Regions from separate parts of the Triticum aestivum genome. Here regions 1 and 2 are each linked to region 3. Evidence: chromatin contacts called from public Hi-C data. All regions are on one chromosome and are shown on one strand. The core of a region is the stretch at or near the end of the contact, and the rest is flanking DNA. Distances in the headings are between cores, read along the strand shown. Region 1 has its middle 54 kb from the start of LOC123171145. Region 2 holds the start of LOC123165735 (heavy metal-associated isoprenylated plant protein 28). Region 3 holds the start of LOC123164295 (polyadenylate-binding protein-interacting protein 8).

Region 1 (3,546 bases), core at 530-3,029, 320 kb after region 3:
CTTGCTGGCATTGATCGCCAACAACCAGGTTGTATCTTCAGCATTTGGCTCTCTCAAGTACTCCGGACCAAACACGGCTACCACAGCCTTGCAGAACCTATACATGGACTCTAGCCACGTGGACTCGCTCATTCGGACATACTCATCAATGAGATCACGAGGAACTCCGTATGCAAGCATCAGAATAGCTGCAGTGCATTTCTGATAAGAGGAGAAGCCAATCTTTCCCAGGGCATCCTCCTTGCACTCGAAATACTTATCGTACCCCACCACCCCCTCTCGGATATGGTTGAACACATGTCTAGCCATACGGAAACAGCGCCGGAATAGGTGGTGTTTGAAGAGCAGGTTGGGGGACTCGAAGTAGTCCTTCCAGAGTAGGAAATGACCGCTCTTTGGGTTGCGGTGTAACGTCGGAGTGTGCCCTAGGATCGAGCCCTTGAATATCGGCCGCTGCCTACTAAGGTGGTCATGGACGACCAACACAACAGCCAGAAACTCGTCATCATAGGATGAAGATTCATCCGAGTCGCAAATAAAATTGTGGAAAAAGAACTCGTCACCGGAGTCCATCTGTACCTTGCGGGCAAACCTTCGAACAACTTGCGGGCGTTGTGGAAGAAGCTGGCCGGTGAAGAGCCTCGCGCCTCTCCCTGGACCAGGTAGCAGGCCTGTCGGCATCCAGAGTGGCGGCCGGACTTGGGTGCTACAGGCAGGGGGTGGGGGCGGCGACGTTGGGGAGCTGCGGCGGCGGTGGGGCGAGGGCGGTGGTGGCGGCTGCGTTGGAAGGTGGCGTGTTGCGAGAGGAGGCACGTGGGTGTGGCCGGTTGGCGGCGACGCCGAGGGGGAGGGGGCGGCCGGGTGTGCTAGCTGCCGATGAAAGAAAGATGGAATGGCAATGTGTCGCCGATTGGCGGGCCAACGGAAGACAAGGGTGGGCATCACGCACATTCGTTTTCTGTCCGCGCCGACACAAATGCGGCCCAAATTTGAGCCGCACATGCGTCGCGCGGTGGACAAATAGCGCACGCGCGTCTGTTTTCTGTCCGCACGACACAAATGTAGCCTAAATTTGAGCCGCACATGGGTCGCGCGGCGGACAAATAGCGGATTCGTGTCTATTTGGGTCGTCGCGTTTAACAGACACGCGTGAACAATTGGATCAGACACGTCGAAGTTGCTCTAAAGCACCATTTGGGAAGCCGGAGAATTGTTCCGCCGTCCACCCCATAGCCCAGCACGCGCATCCGACGCAGAGACATCATTTGCGCTCGACGGCTCGCTCGCCCAGGTCGGCATCGTCGTATCCACCCCGTCCCCGTCCACGGATTATCCCAAGCAGCATCAACGGAGAAGTTCTCACTGCGCCCAACGACTATTCTATTCTATTCTATTTTACCCAGTTCGTTTTGTCGTATGCCACTTCGGAGCGATGTGGCTTCACGTGCGACGCCGCCGCAGAGAAGGCTACAAAATGCACGACCGCAGGCGATCTCCGGCCCTGGGGCCGCTCAGAGCTGACGCACGTGACCTCACGGAAAGAAAAGCGTGCGCGAATTAACGTCTGCGTGCGTACGTGAGCATCTTCCCTTTCGTTTGCTTCTTTTTTTTTCCTTGAGCAAAAGGCCAACCCAACTTTCTGTTTTCCAGAGCTTTTCCTACCTTTGATTGAGAAAATAAAATAAAATAAAATAAAAGCCTGAGTCCAGGACGTGGCCGAGTTTTGTTTTGAGGCCTGAGAGTGAGACGGAAGCGTGCCCTTTACGAGCTCGTGATGTTACCGTGCTACTAATAATAAATTTGGTCAATGGCTTTGGAGACAATTTGAAACGGAAAAGGACATGGAGTATTCTATACACTGCCGGTCCGGTCAATTTCTCCCGTTCAAGAACCGCCGAGGCTCGTTTCCGCTCGTCATCTTTTTAAAACCAAAAAAAGAAGGGCAGCACTGTCGCCCACGTCCTGATCAACACGAAGAATGACGATCAACTTCGTCTGATCAACGACGCTACTAGTAATGTTCAAGCTCCGCGCATCAACCCAACTGCCGGTCAGATCAATTCCCCCGGTTCAACAACGGCCGAGACTCGTTTCCGCTCGTCATTTCCCACTGCCAAACAGAAGCACGGACACATCCTGATCAACATGAAGAATGGCGATCAAATTCGTCTGATCAGCGACACGAATGTTTCAACCACTCTGTCTCTCTCACCTGACAAACCCTAATCTAATATAATCTCAAGCGCCGAATGGCTAAATCTATCTAAAGGATAGTACTAACTAAATACTTCCGTTCCTCGATCTCCAGTAGCGCCGAGAGAGAAGCTGTTCAAGATTAACCTTTTCGCGATTCACCGGCGATTTGGGTGCAGAGGATAGCATGCATGATCGATCTATCGGCCCAGTGGACCGAGGCTCCGCTGGGGAATCAATCCCAGTGCTGTCATCAAAAGGACAAGGGATGGATGAGGGGCGAGCAGAGACCTTTTTTTCTCTCTCACGCACACGGGGAATATATTATATTCCATCTATATTCTTCAGAACAAACGCAACTTTTTTATTCTTTATTTTATTCACACCATGGCATGGAGCTCGAAAAGGACCGAGCCGCCCGCCCGCGGCACCGCCTCGGCGCAAAGGATTCGGCCGGGTGAGAGCCAGCGGCGGTAGAGCACAAAGGGATGGATAGATAGATAGGGAATATGGTGCTAAAATACATGACGCAGGGCAGGATAGGGAACACTACCTCGCTCGTGTCGTGCGTCACGTACGATACGGAACAAGGAACCGAGCCGGTGCGATAAGCTTCGCGAGGGCGGTCGTTGTCCCGATGGCTGAGAGGTTTGGGCGGGGACGAAATCGTGAGAGGCCATCGAACGTACACATGCTACGTAACCGAGGGCAGGCGTGCTCCGGCTATGTGGAAAATGCTTGCCAACTTCTAACCAGGACCCTGTTCAGATGGTTAATGGCCTGATGGCGAGCCGGCGATGTCAACTTTGGCCGGGGTGATGGACGCCGCATCCTGAAAGCAAAATATCAGGAGGGCCTCTTTGATCCGGAGGATTCCTGAAGGAACTCTAGAAGATTCCAATCCTTCCAAAAATATTTTCTGTGTGCGTTGTCAGATTCGTAGGATTGCAAACCATATGACTGATTCCTTAGGATTAATTTGTACCGGTTTCATAGGAGAATTTCCATCTATTTCCAAACTCATGTAAAAGATTTCTACTCACGTTTTCTTTTCCGGGCACAATCAAATGCCCATGCTAATCCGAGATTGCATGTCGCTCCATTCTTATATTTTTCCTATTCCTGAGTTTCACGAATCAACGAGGCTTTGTGGACAGTGACACCGCAGAAACTGCGTTGCAGAAAAAGCAGAAAATGAGTTAGTTTCCCGAGTAAAACCATCTTGTCTTGCTTGCAAGATGGAGACACTCCAGCTGCCCATGCCACACCTGAACGCTAACCGTTTGCACCGGAAAGTGTATGTAAATGAGAGGTTGCAGAATTTCACAAGAGTGTACTCCAGGTCTGTGATAT
Region 2 (3,609 bases), core at 724-3,223, 400 kb before region 3:
CTCTAACCCATTGCCATAAAAATATACGGATCTTCAGGGGGGGTTTGATTTCCCAAAGCACCGCTAGCTCCACTGGACCAGGAGTGGGAACAATCGCCTGGTAAAGAGATCTAGTCGAAAATCTACCGCTTGGCTCGAGGTGCCAAGAAAGCGCATCCGGCTCCAGGGAGGGGGAGTGTAGGGCAACACACTCAAGTAACTCCTCCCATTGCGCGAGTTCAACCGCCCCGAAGGTGCGGCGGAAGGCAATAGCGCCTAGATTCACTAGGGCCGCAGCCACGGAGATCTGTGGGCGTACACAGATAGAGAAAAGCGCAAAAAAATGATCTGCAAAGGTGCGGGAACCCACCCATCTGTCCAGCCAAAACAGGGTGGCATCACCGGAGCCTATCTGGATGGAGGTCCCAATGCGCAGGACCGGTAACAGAGGGATCACCGATTGCCAGAATTGGGAACCTCCAGACCTAGACGCAAACGCAAGTGGTTGCCTGCGAAGGTACTTCCCACGGATAATCTGAAGCCATAGGCCACCCTCCTCAGTTTGGATCCGCCAAAGCCATTTGGACAGGAGGGCGATATTCATTCGCTTAGAGGAAATAACCCCCAAGCCTCCCTGGTCCTTCGGTTTACAGATCTCGGACCACTTGACCATGTGGTACTTCTGTTTATTGTTCTCGCCCGCCCAAAAGAATCGGGAGAGTAGTTTGATAACTTCATGATGGAGGGATTCGTGTAGACTATAGAATCCCATGATATACATCAATAAGCTAATAAGGGAGGAGTTCATTAGAATCACTCGGGCGGCTTTGGAAAGCAATCTCCCTTGCCAAGGCTCCATTCTAGGTTGGAGCTTGGCGATTATTAGACGGAAGTCCTTCTCCTGGAGCCGTGCGTCACTGAGGGGCATGCCAAGATAGGTCATCGGGAAGGACCCCAAGCGGCAGTTCAAACGGTTAGCAATCCGCTGGGCCTTGGGAATATCCCAAGACCATTACCTCGCTCTTGGCAAAGTTTATCTTGAGGCCCGACATTTCCTGGAAGCAGAGGAGGAGGAATTTGAGGTTTTGAATATCTTCGTCGGACCCTTCCACCATCATAATGGTGTCATCCGCATATTGGAGGTGGGTCAAACCCCCATGGGCCACCAAATGGGGGCAAATCCCCCTTACGTGACCCGCGCGCTTGGCCAAGTCCAGAATCGAAGCGAGCGCGTCAACCACAAGGTTGAAGAGAAATGGGGAGATCGGGTCTCCCTGTCGGACCCCTTGGCCAGTCAAGAAGTAAGGTCCAACCTCCCCATTAATGTTTACAACCGTCCGGCCACTCATAACAAACTGCATCACCCGGGCCACCTAGTGAGGGTCGAAGCCACGCTTCAGCAACACTTCCCGAAGGAAGGACCAATGAATGGTATCATAGGCTTTATGAAAATCGATCTTGAAGAACACCGCACGGAGTTGTTTGCTCTTAACCTCATGGATAATCTCATGGAGGGCAAGGATCCCATCCAAGATATATCTCCCTTTCATGAAGGCTGACTGGTTCGGATGATGAATTCGGGTTCGTGTCAGGTTTCAAGATGTACAGAGGTATTTTTGGAAGAAAAGGAGGTACAGTATCGTACATCACTTGATATTTCACACGACGGTCACTTCTCCATTTGTTCAACTTGCATAGTGCTGACTCATATCGGCATTACTCATTCGGTTGTTCCCCAAAAAATACCGGCACTACTCTAAGGTCAGCTTAATTAACTCGATGGGTCGCTCTACAGCGTCCGCAAAACTGTCACGCAACTACGAGGCCATTCACCGCTCGGCGTCGTCATGGCAGTGCGAGACAAAACGTTATGACGCGTTGGCACGTCGCTTTCATGATGCAGCGCCGAAGTTAACATGGCAAATAAACCATCCACTGTCACTACATATATACGCACTACTGGTGCAACTTGCAGCTGGTAGTAGATATCTTCGTCTATCCAGGAGCTGACTTGACCTTAAAAATAAATATCCAGGCCTTTGTCACTTGTCATCTCCTTCGGCCCCTTATATGCATCCCTACATTGTCCTAGCAGAGCACTCTGAGTTGGAAAGGAGCTCGACTTTGTCAGGCTCACATCGCGTAGCCTCTCCAAGAGCAGTCTGCAGCCATGACGGTAAGTTCTTACACCTGTCTGCCTTTGTCCACGGCTAAATTGCCAAGGTCTACTGCTAAATCCTTGAGAAATCTTGTCTTGCGTGCAGATCGTGGAGATGCAGATGAACATCGACTGCGACGGCTGCGAGGACAACGTGAGGAAGGCCCTTCTGAGGCTTCAAGGTACGTACCACCAAAGGAATTTCGATAATCATCGTGCTTGTGGGAGTGGTACTACTATCAGACTTACTTGCCGTACAGTACGCAGGGAGAGAGACATGTCCTCATGATAAGTTTGTGGTCGTGTTGTGCAGGCGTGCACTACGTGGACGTGGACCGAGCGCGGGACAAGGTGACGGTGACCGGCACGGCGAGCCAGAAGAAGGTGCTGCGCGCGGCGCGGCGCACGGGGAAGCTCGCCGTGCTGTGGCCGTCGGCGTACGACCCGGGGTACCACCACGCCTACGCCTACGCTCACGCACAGCCGGCCTATTACTCCTACCAGGCCAAGCCCGCCGCCGCCCACGCACACCGCAACTACAACAGCGTTCCGCACGGCAAGAGCGGGTACATGCCGGCGGCGCAGTACGGCAGCGCCAGCTCGTACAACTACCACGTCCATGGCTACTACGACTCGGACCTCCACGGGTACTACCACCAGCAGCAGGGGCTGTCCAACGCCGCCGTGCCTGTCGACGCGGGGAGCTACTTCAGCGACGACAACCCCAGCGCCTGCTCCGTCATGTGAGTGCACAGCTGACCGGTGGTCGCTCCGATGCCTACGAATTGGCCTCTGCATCGTGTACATACGTCTCTTGTGGATAGTTCTCTCTGTCAAGGTGCTCTGTTAAGACACTGAAGCCTATGTTTGGAACAAGAAATTTATGCAAGTTATCCGGGTTTAATATATGCAAGTTTTTCCGTGAAGAAACACAGTACAAATGGAGACGCTCGTATACACGCACGTACACTCACCTATGGATGCGCACACACACAACCTATCCTCTGAGCACTTTTGAGAAACCGAGTAGGTAAATCTTCTCCCACTGAAATCACCACATGCACCTCATAGTCGATGGAAATATCGTCCCCGCTGAACGTACATCGTTGAAATGCCTGAAATAATCTAAGGAAAATGTGAGCATCAACAAATATGGGACTTTGACCTAGGTTGACTGGTTCCACCACAAGAAACCTAACCAACTTATCAACACTAGTGTTGATGACAATATAATTAGTGATGACTAATGTTGTTTATCAAGTGAATCTTAGGACATTACTCTCTCGGTGATTGTCAACAGACATGGTTGACCCTCTATTTAAAAAGGGAAAAGGCGCCGGCTTTTCGAAAATTCAAAGGTTTCCAATTTTATTCGAATCATAGGATAGCCGCACTATTAAGACAAGTTTTTGAAGAAGGTTAGGATCATCCTAAACATTACCTCCCCCAAAGTGCCAAATTCCTTTGAGGCC
Region 3 (3,516 bases), core at 90-2,589:
GTCTAAGAGCATACTTGACCACAGTTTGAGAAAACCTCAGCAAGCTTCTGTTCAGTGACCTGCAAATCGATGGGGTGGGGTGGTGTGGGGGTCAGTCAATTAGGAACAAAAACTGAAAAGAAGAAACTAATACAACAGCTAAATTCTCTTTGATATTCTCACATGTTGATCAATGTCTGAGACATAGACAGTTCGCCGTACACTATCCTCCCTATCAGTTCGCCTTGGCCGAACTCCCATCCTACGTCTCCCCTGGTTGAAGCCATTCCTTCTCTGTAACCACAGACCAATGCAGGTGATCAATATAACCGAGAAAGAAGTGCTGCCCCCTAAAACCCAAACATGGTGAAATGTAGAATTAGCATTGACAAACAAATTTATGTGAAAAAAAACTAACAACAACTGAAAAGCAAACGGATATGAAGTCAACCACACGAATCCAGTTAAACGGACAAGAGATGAGAAGAAATCAATCGATCTATGAGAAAAAACCGTTCACCAAAGTAACGTTCGCGACATCCAAAATTGGTGGTGCTAATATCAAAACCCAACTACACCTAAAACCCTAGAAAAGAGATCAACCTCCGAGCCGATCGCGTGAGAGAGAGATCAAAAAAACCCAAACCCATCAACATCATCATAAACCTCAAATCTGATCGACTGATCTGGCCACAAGGCGTCGCCACTCCAAAGCGCCACGCGAAACAAATCGAAAAAACCGAGCCCGAATCGGCAATTCGGCTCGCGCTTACCCGTCGATTCGGCTGGCCGTTGGCGGATCCGTCGCTGCTGGAGTCTCTGCCCGCTCCGCCCCCGCCACCGACCACCTGCAGCACGTGCATCTGCTGATGCTGGAACGGGTGGTGGGGCGCATAGTAGTCGATCGCGGGCGAGACGAAGACTGGCGCGTCGGCCGACAGGCGGCGTGCGCCGTCCCCCTGGCGGCGGGAGAGCGGCACGAACTCCTCCGCGGAGGGGTTCAGCTTCTTGAACAGCTCCTCCAGCTTCCTCACGTCACTCTTGTACTCCCTGACCTCGTCCTCCCTGGCCTTGGCCGCCGCCGCCCCGCCCGCGCCCGCCGCATCGGCCCTCTCCGCGCCCGCCCCAGCCGCCGCCGGCACGGCATCGGCGCGGATCGGGCCCTCGGCCGCCACGGCAACCATTTCCGCCCGGCGACGAATCTCACCGCCGATCGCGCCCCCGGCACTAGCGGCCCGTGAATTGGCGAGAAAATCGAATCGAGGACTAAGGAATTGGGCGTGGGGTTGGGTTTTTATTATTTATTGGGGCTGCGAGGAGGGAGGAATGGAAGGGAAAAAGCGTGGAGGAGGCGAGCGAGATCGCTTTCGGGGAGGTTGGCTATAAATAGGTGCCCAAGCCCACTCTTTTCTCTACTGCGACTAATATCCTTTTCCTTTTCGTTTCCGTGCGCTACAAAGTCCTTTCTTGGGGGAAAATAAATCGGTGTGGGGCGTATTCGCCTTTGTTTCTGTCCATTACGCTTCTGTCATCGTGTTTATCCGTTTATTTATTCATCTATTCTTTGCGCCGAAAAAATACTTTCTTGAAGAGAAATTATCATTTTGCGTGGAAGCTTTCTAAAGAGAGATTGAGTTGTATGGGTGTGTAGAATGGCGGGTCATCGGGGTGAACGGTGGGATCTTCTGAGCTTGCGGCCATGTTTGCGGAGTCAGCGTGCACGTATGAAAACATAAGTGAGATGACCGGCAACTCTCACTATGGGCTTCACCGATTATTATGCGGTGCGCATTAAACTGCTGGGAGTTTTGAACGATAGGTATTGGGACGAGAGGGTAGAGTGCAGAGGTTGGTGAGACTATGTCATCTGGCAGATCTGATTGAGGGTTAGGTGGTCGTATGTTACTGCTCATAATAAGAGCAAAACAAGTACTCTCTCTGTCCTAAGATAATTGTCCCAACCTTCAATTTTAGTATAACTTTGTGCTAAACTTAGTATAAAATGAGACATTTATTTCGGGACGGAGGAAGTATGATTTTCTTTTTCCTTATTGTCTGATGTTAAGCGCGCAATAGAATGACCATGTGTTGTGTTAATGTGTTGGGTGTATACATATTTTAGATACTTGTATACTAGTTATTACTTATTTTAGCTGAAACTGTAGAAATTCTTTTTTCACGTACATTTTTTATAATTTAGCGTTGTATATGTCATTGTACAGTGGCTCCCCTGATAAATGTAAATATACATCAATTTAGCATTGTATAGCTCGTTATAAATTTAGGAGTGTATAGGTCAGTATACATTGGTTCCCTATATAAATATAATTATATATCAATATACGGGGTAATGCATGCAATCTTTGGTGTGTATTTTTGTGTCGAAGTTAAGAACAAAATTAGACCATGCAGATTCAGGTAATCAGAAAAGGGGAGCGAGATATGGTGAAGGAAGGTGACCCTAGTCCTATCCTATCCTATATACCTAAATAGTTGATTCCTATGTCAATTTTCTCAACATGCTCACATGTAAACTCACCATATATGCCACCTCATCATCCCACTAGCTGTTTCTCTTCATATGCATGAAAACTACTATTAATATTCTCTCTCAACATGCACACATCCCAACTTAAATCATTCTAATTATATTTCTCTCAACATGCATATGAATTAAATATATTCTATATATATTTACAACTATACAATAATCAAATACAATATATATATATATATATATATTATTTTTATTTAAATTATTGCAAGCAATCCCTGCAACAACGCGCGGGATATCTTCTAGAACTACCTATTTTCACTGTCATGTAGTAAGTGAAAACGCAGGTTTACTCCCAGAGGGGGGTGAATGGGACATTTTTAGAAATTCGTCAAACTCTGATGAATTTGACGAAGATCGGAGTGAAGAAATAGAAACGCGAGGGAACTAAATCATCACAGAAACAGAAAGCTTGCATACAAGATACATACAGGTGAAGAACATGCAATCATACAGGCATACAGGCATGAGGAAGATGAACTGAAGAAATGAAAACAGCGTGATGAAAGTCTTCAGTTCAAATTCTTCAGAAAGTAGATCGCAAATTCTTCAGCAACGGAAATACTAAAGGTAAGGGTGAGGAATTTGAAACCAGGTTGGCTCGGTGAAGACACGGCGATTTGGTATACCAGTTCCAGCTGTTGTATCAAATGTACGTCTGGTTTAGGCGGTTGAGATGAACTTAGAGGACACTTAGTCCTCGCTGTATTCCTCTTGAGCCAAGGTCACTTAGGCCTCACCCAATCACTCATGGTAAGTCTTCAAGGTAGACTTTCAAGACCTTCACAGACTTGTTCACCGGCACACCACAATGACTCTTGGGTGCTCAGAATTTGACGCCTAACCGTCTGGAAGAATGACAATCTTCAAAGGTAACAGGCCGGTCACACAGTTCAGTGATACTCAAATCACTTTGTCTCTGGTTGGGTTTTTCCTCACTTGGATTCTCTCAAAGTAGTGAGAGGATGGGTTGCTCTCAAATG

The links. A called contact is a pair of places that touch in the nucleus more often than the background predicts.
Region 1: a Hi-C map of leaf shows a contact between it and region 3, with 8 times the contacts expected there. The contact joins the enhancer-like site here to the promoter of LOC123164295 in region 3. A contact is called at or near these places in 3 of 5 Hi-C or Micro-C datasets (leaf and an unstated tissue) and 1 of 1 datasets of contacts at active chromatin or transcription factors (leaf).
Region 2: a contact with region 3 is called in a Hi-C map of leaf, with 7 times the contacts expected there. The contact joins the promoter of LOC123165735 here to the promoter of LOC123164295 in region 3. A contact is called at or near these places in 2 of 5 Hi-C or Micro-C datasets (both in leaf).

The regions. Positions count from the first base shown.
Region 1 is chr7D:426,753,689-426,757,234 of IWGSC CS RefSeq v2.1, reverse strand. No RefSeq gene overlaps it. Among protein-coding and RNA genes, the nearest start is that of LOC123171145, 54 kb to the right of the region's middle. Within about 2 kb of position 1,779, at least 3 of the 8 cell types and tissues checked have an H3K27ac peak or open chromatin away from gene starts, as enhancers often do. A contact at or near this core is called in leaf, where this site is marked.
Region 2 is chr7D:427,474,284-427,477,892 of IWGSC CS RefSeq v2.1, reverse strand. LOC123165735 (heavy metal-associated isoprenylated plant protein 28) reads left to right here and starts at 1,973. Exons shown (of 5, transcript XR_006483123.1): 1 at 1,973-2,155; 2 at 2,244-2,319; 3 at 2,451-3,609.
Region 3 is chr7D:427,075,046-427,078,561 of IWGSC CS RefSeq v2.1, reverse strand. LOC123164295 (polyadenylate-binding protein-interacting protein 8) reads right to left here and starts at 1,339. Exons shown (of 10, transcript XM_044581716.1): 1 at 753-1,339; 2 at 163-273; 3 at 15-59. The coding sequence starts at 1,163.